Regions from separate parts of the Mus musculus genome. Here region 1 is linked to region 2. A link is a contact called in public ChIA-PET data. All regions are on one chromosome and are shown on one strand. Each heading gives the region's core, a stretch centred on a gene start, on an enhancer-like site or on the middle of the called end of the contact. The rest is flanking DNA. Distances are from core to core; before and after follow the strand shown. Region 1 holds the start of Hacl1 (2-hydroxyacyl-CoA lyase 1). Region 2 overlaps Sh3bp5 (SH3-domain binding protein 5 (BTK-associated)).

What was found. ChIA-PET counts read pairs in DNA pulled down with a chosen protein or histone mark.
Region 1: a contact with region 2 is called in an RNA polymerase II ChIA-PET map of memory CD8 T cells, with 5 read pairs. The contact joins the promoter of Hacl1 here to the enhancer-like site in region 2. A contact is called at or near these places in 2 of 115 datasets of contacts at active chromatin or transcription factors (cardiomyocytes and memory CD8 T cells).

Annotation. Positions count from the first base shown.
Region 1 is chr14:31,639,679-31,643,577 of GRCm38.p6, forward strand. It overlaps Hacl1 (2-hydroxyacyl-CoA lyase 1), which reads right to left and starts at 1,287. Exons shown (of 17, transcript NM_019975.3): 1 at 1,111-1,287; 2 at 816-920. The coding sequence starts at 1,200. Btd (biotinidase) reads left to right here and starts at 1,379. Exons shown (of 4, transcript NM_025295.4): 1 at 1,379-1,457. The coding sequence starts at 1,447.
Region 2 is chr14:31,397,425-31,401,403 of GRCm38.p6, forward strand. All of the region lies in intron 3 of Sh3bp5 (SH3-domain binding protein 5 (BTK-associated)), which reads right to left. Among named protein-coding and RNA genes, the nearest start is that of Gm35907, 36 kb to the right of the region's middle. Within about 2 kb of position 2,002, at least 55 of the 459 cell types and tissues checked have an H3K27ac peak or open chromatin away from gene starts, as enhancers often do. A contact at or near this core is called in memory CD8 T cells, where this site is marked.

The sequences.
Region 1 (3,899 bases), core at 37-2,536, 240 kb after region 2:
AGAGAGCGCCTGTCTGTGTGTGTGTGTAGGTCCAAAACAATTTAACTCAGCCTGTGTGTGTGTGTGTAGGTCCAAGGACAACATGAATCATAAATCAGAAACCGCCTTCATTTTTCCATACAGGCCCTGGAGATTACACTCAGGTTATGAGGTTACGTGGCTTTGTAGAACTTCACTGAACCACTTCATCTGCACCAGATACTTGATATTTTTGCCTGGATTGCTAAGAGAGGGTAATCCTGGGCTGCCAGAGAAAATACTTTAAGTGGGTTCATAAAATGTCCTTTGGTTTTCCCTCTCCCAGGTAAGACCCCAAAGGAGGGAGGCATAATGCTGAGGGAAAGCACCAAACTGGGGTTTGAGAGCCCTGAGTTCCAATGACGGCACTGCCGTCTATAATGTCTTCCACTTTATGTTGCATGAGTCCTGGCCTTCAATCACTAATCACTCTCTGACACCTGTCATGTACAGGAACTACATCAGATGCTGGCAATACACTTACCTAGCGATGAATCAATATGCCTTCTCTGCTAGAACTAACAGTCTAGTAGTGAAGTAAGACTACCCCTTTCGATTCTGATATTTGGATGTGGCAGAGTACACTACGGTAGAAAGGTATAAGCATAGCTCCAAACTCAGAATACCTGAGTTCAAATGCCACTACCAAATGACTCGCGTTGGGCAAGTTTAACTTAGTCTCTCTCTTCTCATTTTCCTGTCAAGGAGGATTAACAGTGGTACGTGCAATGCTTTAGAAACGATGGGACGCTGTGTGCATCGAATGGCTGCCATTTGGTCCCTGTGTCAAGACTCACCGCTTGCTCATTCCGCATCCCAATGTACTTGATGCCCAGTTCCTGGGCAGCAAGGGCGATTTCGGTCACGGGGATGCCTACGACACCGAACATGTACTCCACATCCTGAGGGTAGGAGGGAAAAGGGGCAACAAACAACTATCATCAGGTGACCCAGCCTTCTTGCCCTCCCGGGGGGTCCAAAGGAAAGACCTACAGGACCCCCGCCCCCGCCTCCTTGCCCTCCGTCTCTAGGACAACGCGAGGTCCCCGTCTGCTTCTGTAGAGCCTTTCACACCCGAGGGATCCATCGTACTTGAGTTTTTAGAGCCTGGGCGATGACTTTAGCACCAGACACCTGCTCCTCGCTTCTGTCGCTACCCTCTGCGGAGTTACTTTCTGGCATCTTCCACCTAAAGTTACTTCAAGGCACTCTCGCAGCTCACAGCTTCACTAGCCTAAGAGTTGTTGTTGGTGACACCCGCTTCTGACAGACAGGAGGGCAGCCCAACGGATTTAAGCAAAGGGGAGAAGGGGCGGGACAAGAAGTCAGTCCTTGGTGAGGCGATCATGTAAGCACGCCCATTCTCCAGTCAGTCTTTTCCGGACTCCGCCATCAGCAGGAGGCGGGACGAGCCGGAGGCCGCGTCCTATGCGAAGCAGGTAAGAAACCCAATCTCTGAGGATGCTCGCCTTGGTTTTGTCCTCCACTAGGGTAGCGATACAGCTCAGTCCGGTATGGAGGGGATGGCACATCTGGAGGGTGACTGCAGAGACCAGGCGAGGAGGGGGCGTGGCCCCACCGCGCCTCCCCGCCCTCGCCGGGGCTTCCCGCTGATTGGAGGCAAGCTACGCAAAGGCTGCTGGGACGCGGGTAACTTGGAGAGTGTAAAGTTGGAAAAAAAACAGGCTTTTGGGTACAGTGTCGTGCTCCTGTGCCCTCTGATTTTATAACTCTGTGGTTTTGCACCCCACATCATGTGCACGTTCCAGAAGTCTGTGAGCAGAGGTGTATTCTTAATCAGAGATGACACCAAAATTGCTCAAGAGATAAACTTATTAACACCGTAGCTGCTCCTGCCCTCTGCCTGGTTTATATTTACTTATTTTGTTCCAGTTGGGTATCACTAAGGTCTGTTAGAGCCATTGCTTAATAATTAATGTATGATTGCTTAACTTTTACCAAAGTAATAGTGTTGGTTTTCTACTTACTGGTTCATGGATTAGCCTGCTTGACCCCTGGCATCGCGTGCTTTGTAGACATTAGTGGATTCTTGGCCCCTTAACACCGATTGCTTTCTCAGAATTACTGGCAGAACACTTTATGAAGGGCAAACTGGACCCTGATGGGAACAAATCACTGTGATTCAGATCGAATGGGCTTTTGTTTGTTTGTTTGTTGGTTGGTTGGTTGGTTGGTTTATATTTATTAAGGATCAGTCTTCAACTGGCCATTTTTGCCATTTGGCAAAGAGAAAACTCATTGAGCTGGTTATTGCCTTCGCCTAGCAGTTCAAGGTACAGCGGGCCTTGCTTCCCTTGCCTGTAGAGATTAAGCAGAAGTGACGTGACTGTCTTCCAAGTGCAAAGTCACTGCTGTTCCATCCAACTTCAGTGTAAGGATCCCAGGCGCTGTAATTTATACAGAGCACTCTGTGTGGACTTGGAATATGTTAATCATACTCCCTGTTATTTTTGTTGGCAGTATGCTTAAAATGTTATTTGTTATTTTGGTGAGATTTGGCATCGTAGCGCCAGATGTGGTGGCTCACATCTGTAATCCCAGCACTTGGAGGCAGGAGCATGTCGACTTCTGCGAGTCTGAGACCAGCCTGGGCTACCTAGTGAGTTTCAGGATAGCCAGGGCTATGTAGAGAGACCATGTCTTTTAATTACTCAAAGAAAGAATAAGTCATAAAAGCAATACTAGTGACTGACCCTAGGACTTTGCACATATTAGTCAAGCACTCTACCACCGAATTATATCTCAGGCCCTAAATTTTAACTTTCTTAAAAATCAGACGGCAGGGGTTGGAGAGATGTGTTTAAGAGCAGTGACTTCTTCCAGATGACCTGATTTCCAGCAACCACATAGTGTCTTACAACCATCTGTAATTCCAGTTCTGGCAAAGCCAATGCCCTCTTCTGGCCTCTGAGAGCACCAGGCACACACGTATTATGTAGACATACATGCAGGCAAATAAGCCATAAACATGAAAAATAATAATTAATAAAGCCTTAATAATTAAATTAATTAATAATAATTAATAGCATTAGTGACCTGTTCTCCACAGAGCAAATCCAGGCCTCAGAGTCCAGATAGTGATTGCTTTAGGGATCTAGCTCTGGGATGGTGAGGAGTTGCTTGACAACTTTCTTCCAAGTGGGTGAAGATAACCTCAAAGTAGCTGGATGATCTAGAAAGAGTTGTAAGACGGGTGTGGTGAGGCCGACCTATGGGACCCGTACTCAAGGAAGCTAAGACAGGATCTCACGTTTGAAGCCAGCCTGGGCAACAGTAAGACCCTGTCTCAAAAATAAATCATATTTTAAAAAGAGTTGTAATATGCATAGGGAAGATGAACTTTCAAAAGAAGGCAGCTGCTATAGGCAGTGACTCCGTGGGCCCCCAAATTCTGACTTTTATCTCAGTCCGTTCACAAGAACACTAGGGATCCTGTGCTCGTTTTTAAACCTAACCTAACTGAACCTGTGAAAACCAGTGCACGCTTTGCCAAAATGTAGTGCTTGGTCATTAAAGAAAGAAAGAATCAGGGTTATTTGTCCTCCCAGCTTCATTTTGTCGTTATGGAGAATACCAGGAGTAAACGCATGCTAGGGAGCAGAAGTTTATTTTTTCTTACACTGCCAGGTCACAGACCATCTTTGTGAGACAGTTGTCAGGGCAGGAACTGAAGGCAGGAACCACAGAAGAACCTAGTTGCTGGCACACTCTCTGGCTTCTCCCAGACTCATGCTTAGCCAGCTTTCTCATACGGCCCAGGACACCTGTCTTGTGGCTAGGCCCTTCTGCATTGGTTAACATTCCTCTTGGTTTGGCCCTCGCAGACCTGCCCACGGACCAACCTGGTAACGTGAGTTTCT
Region 2 (3,979 bases), core at 752-3,251:
ATATTCATCATTCTTCCCCACCCCTCCTCCCCCCGCCTCTGGGAGCCAGACCCAGAAGGAGCTGTCCCGAGTTCTCACTGTGCTCAAGAAGGCGACAGTCAGGCTGTGCTGGCACGATACTCACAAGCCACCCACCATTCCCAGAACAATACGTGATCACAAACTCCACTATGTTATAAAGAGACACCAAGCTCGTCACAGAGGCCAGCATTCAGAAACGGGGTACCAGTCAGAGTATTCGGCACCCCACCAGCCTATACAAACATCCCGACCCACACCAGGCTTGAGTCAATCTCATGTGTTCCTTACGACCGCCTGGAGCCTGCTTTCCACCATGCTAATGTAAGTTCAGAAGCCACTGATACGCTCCCATGCCTTTGTGACAAGAAGTACTCAGAAAGCCAGAGTGGGTGGCTGGCCATGACCCCTTCCGCACTAGGCAGAGGCTTGTGGGAACTGGAGAATGTCTGTCCTGGCCAGGCTCCAACCTCCTGTAGCTCTGGGCTACAGTGACTTAACCCCCAAGGGTTGCAGGGGCAGAGGATAGACTCATTGGTCTATACAAAATGACCTCTGCAAACATCAACTCACCCTGTGATGGAGGCTCAGGGTGCCTCCCCGGTCTGTCCAAGGTTCCTCCATGCCAGGAAAAGCGTGAAGGGAGAACGTGATGGGAAGAGACTGAAGGACAACTCAAAGTTACAGAAGCAACACAACTAACTGGGTGAAAGGTGGCCAGAGCCCAAGAGCTCAGGACAGTCAAGTCTAGTACATGCCAGCCCCTAATTCATTCACAGCAGGGCACACTTTCGTTTTGACATGCGCTCACCCGCAGGTGTGTGTGTGTGTGTGTGTGTGTGTGTGTGTGTGTGTGTTAGAGAGAGAGAGAGACAGAGGCAGAGAGATATACAGAGAGAGAGAGACAGACAGAGAGAGATATGTCTGGGTGCCCTGAGAGTATGGAAGAAGGCCTCTCAGATCCCCTGGAGCTGGACAGAGTTACAGCAGTTGTGAGCTCCATACTCATGACAAGAGCACTCTTAGCCACTGGGCCAATCGATTCCTTCAGCCCTGCTGCTGTGGTTTTTTTCTCTCCATATCTAGAAGGCTGCCAGTGTGTAAGAAATATTTGTTTAATTAAGGTACCCACCTATAAGCCACGCTGTAAACAACTCCCTTGTGGCCACTTATTTTAAGGCATTTGTGATTCTCTGGGCTCTCCTGTGGCTCACACAATAGAATCAATGTCTCTGTGTGTGCATTTATTCTCGAAGTATCCAGAGAAGGACGGTGGGAAAGCACCGGAATGATCCACTGGCAGTACGCACCAAGTGACCACGGCGATGCCGCCTCTCCAGCCCCAGCTTATCCCTCACTGAACCTCATCTTTCCCGAGCTAGAGGATAACCCCGATCCCAGAGACTTCAGGAAACAGCCCTGGGGGACACTCGAACCTCTTGGAAATCATAGGTGCACATTTCTGTGGTTTTTACCATATGGCGGCATATGTGTGACCAACTTTGAAAACAACCTGAGGTGAGGCTGTGGTGCTGCAGGCGAGCTCCACCCCACCCCTCCATCCTGTTTCACCGCTATTGCTATTCCATCCTGGCCAGGAAGCCACATCGCCTGCCGCCATGGTTTTCCAAAATACAGAAAGACGCGGTGGAACCCAAGTGGGTGGTTCACCAAATCAAAATGTTGTTTACTGGGTGCAAAGAGAAGTCTGCAGAAAGATGGATACTGCTCTGCCGAGAGGCATAAAGAAACTGATCGATCCTATCCAATCCACAGAAAACTAAAGGATTAGCTCTCATCTCAGCAAGACCTTGAGCTTCACTCCAGGAGTCCAGGCATGGTGGCATGCACTTTTAATCAATTCCAGCACTTGGGATACAGAGCGGGCAGATCTCTGTGAGTTTGAGGCCACCCTGGCCTACACAGTGAGACTCAGTCTTCACCCCCACACCCCTCCTCCCCACCCACAAAAACACTACAAGAAAACCATTGTGGGGAAAGTTCTAACCCTGAGAATCAACAAGCCACTGCATGACGTAGACTCTGAGACTGCTAAAACTACTTCAAGCAGCTTTGAGCAGGAAGCTGAAGCCACCAACGCAGAAGCCCAAATTGACTCTTAATAAACTGACTTATCAGGACCTATGCAGTGAGATGGTCAGGAGGCAGAGACACTGATGGTGGTGGTGGGACTTGATGGTCTGAGTTTGATCCCCAGGACTCAAGTGGTATAAAGAATGCCGGCCCCTAAGAGTTGTCTTCTGACCTACACACACACACACACACACACACACACACACACACACACACACACACACCACAGACACCTCTCCCTCTCCCTAAGAAAGAAAAACTGCCAAACTTACTGGCAACCAATATCTTGAATGATTCTGCTACTTGGTTGTTTTCTTAATAATCTTGTAAACACCTTGGAGACACTGAGTCCCATCACGGGGACTGCAGATATCTGCATCTAGAAACCTGGGTCATTCCAAAGCCACATCAGCCAGGGACCCTGACTTCCCATGCCTGCCTGCTCCAGCATTTAGGGTTTCCCTGGCTCATTTGGCTCTGTCAGTTTCCTGGTGCACTTAGCTCACTGAAGGGTCAAGCTCTCACCTCCAGTCTCGCCTCTGAGCCGGCACAGCTGGATTCACTCAAGCACAAGCTGAGCATCCCTCACCTGAAGCAAGCCTTGGAACCACCTTGTTTCTGATCTTAGACACTTTCAGATTACATTATATAATCCTATTACACAGATTTTATTAGTAAGTACCTCTGATCCAAAGTTCTAAAATTTCTGTAAACCCCACAGAGCTCGTTGGTCTTGGGAGGAAAGGCAACAGAATTTGAAATGACGTAGAACATCCCGTGACTATTCAGTAACTGTGGGAACAACTCCACATTGTCACAACTGGTCTGGCAGAGGAAGGGCACGCTGAAGGACATCACTGAGTCAGAGAAGGGCAGCTGGATTGGTCAGGGCAGCCAGGCTTGAAGGCCTCTTGCTCAGGGTTTGCCTCTGAGGCCTAACACTGGACACAGGAACGAAGTACTCCACAGTCAGGGTTCCCCAGGGAACAAGATCTGTGTAGCCTGCAGATTCAGAGGGCACAGGATCCGTGTAGCCCGCACAGATTCACACCACTGATTTTCTTTTGTCCTACCTGGGTTGAGTGTGGGATGGAATGATGTGGGTGTTCAAGGACAAGTTGCTTCCTTCCACCACATGGATCCTGGGGATCAAACCCCGGCCCTCAGGCTTGGCACCTGGCTGATCTATCTTGCAGACCTGTGAACAACTGATCTTAAGGTACTCCTGTGAGCATGGAGCCAGGCAGGCCTAAATTCTATAGAGGGAAGTGGAGTCCCGGGGAAGAGACAGGGATGCGATTCAAATCTGCACAGTGACCTTTTGTTCCAGGAAGGTCTCTCTGCTCTGTTCAGGTACCAGTCGCATAGCACCCTTATGGAAACCCCTGTAGTGTCTGGCCACATGCCAGGCACCATGACCCAGCCACAGAGCACATAAGATCACTGTCACCTCTGGGTGAGCTATCAGGACAACTGACTTTGATAAGATAGCTGGGCTGGGAGGTGCTGAGGAGATGTGGGGGCACCAGGAGATGGGCTAGGCTCGGGAAAGGCCGCCCCAACAGCATACGTAAGCCACGAGGGCTTGCATCTAAGACGTGGCCTTTGGAAGTGAGTCATCCAAAATCATATTTGCAAAATAAAGTCTGCAACGTTCCGAAGCACAAGCACATCCACTCGCAGATGCGTGGGAGGCAATAATTTCCTCCCAGGACACCAATACAACGAAAGAGAAAGTCTCCCATCCAGCCAGGGTCAGCAGAGGAATTTGGGGAGGCACACAGTGTTTCTCTGTCCAGAGGGGTCCCATGTCTGCTCGGTGGGTCACAAATACCTATCTGTTAGTTATTACAGCCAGGCATCTTCC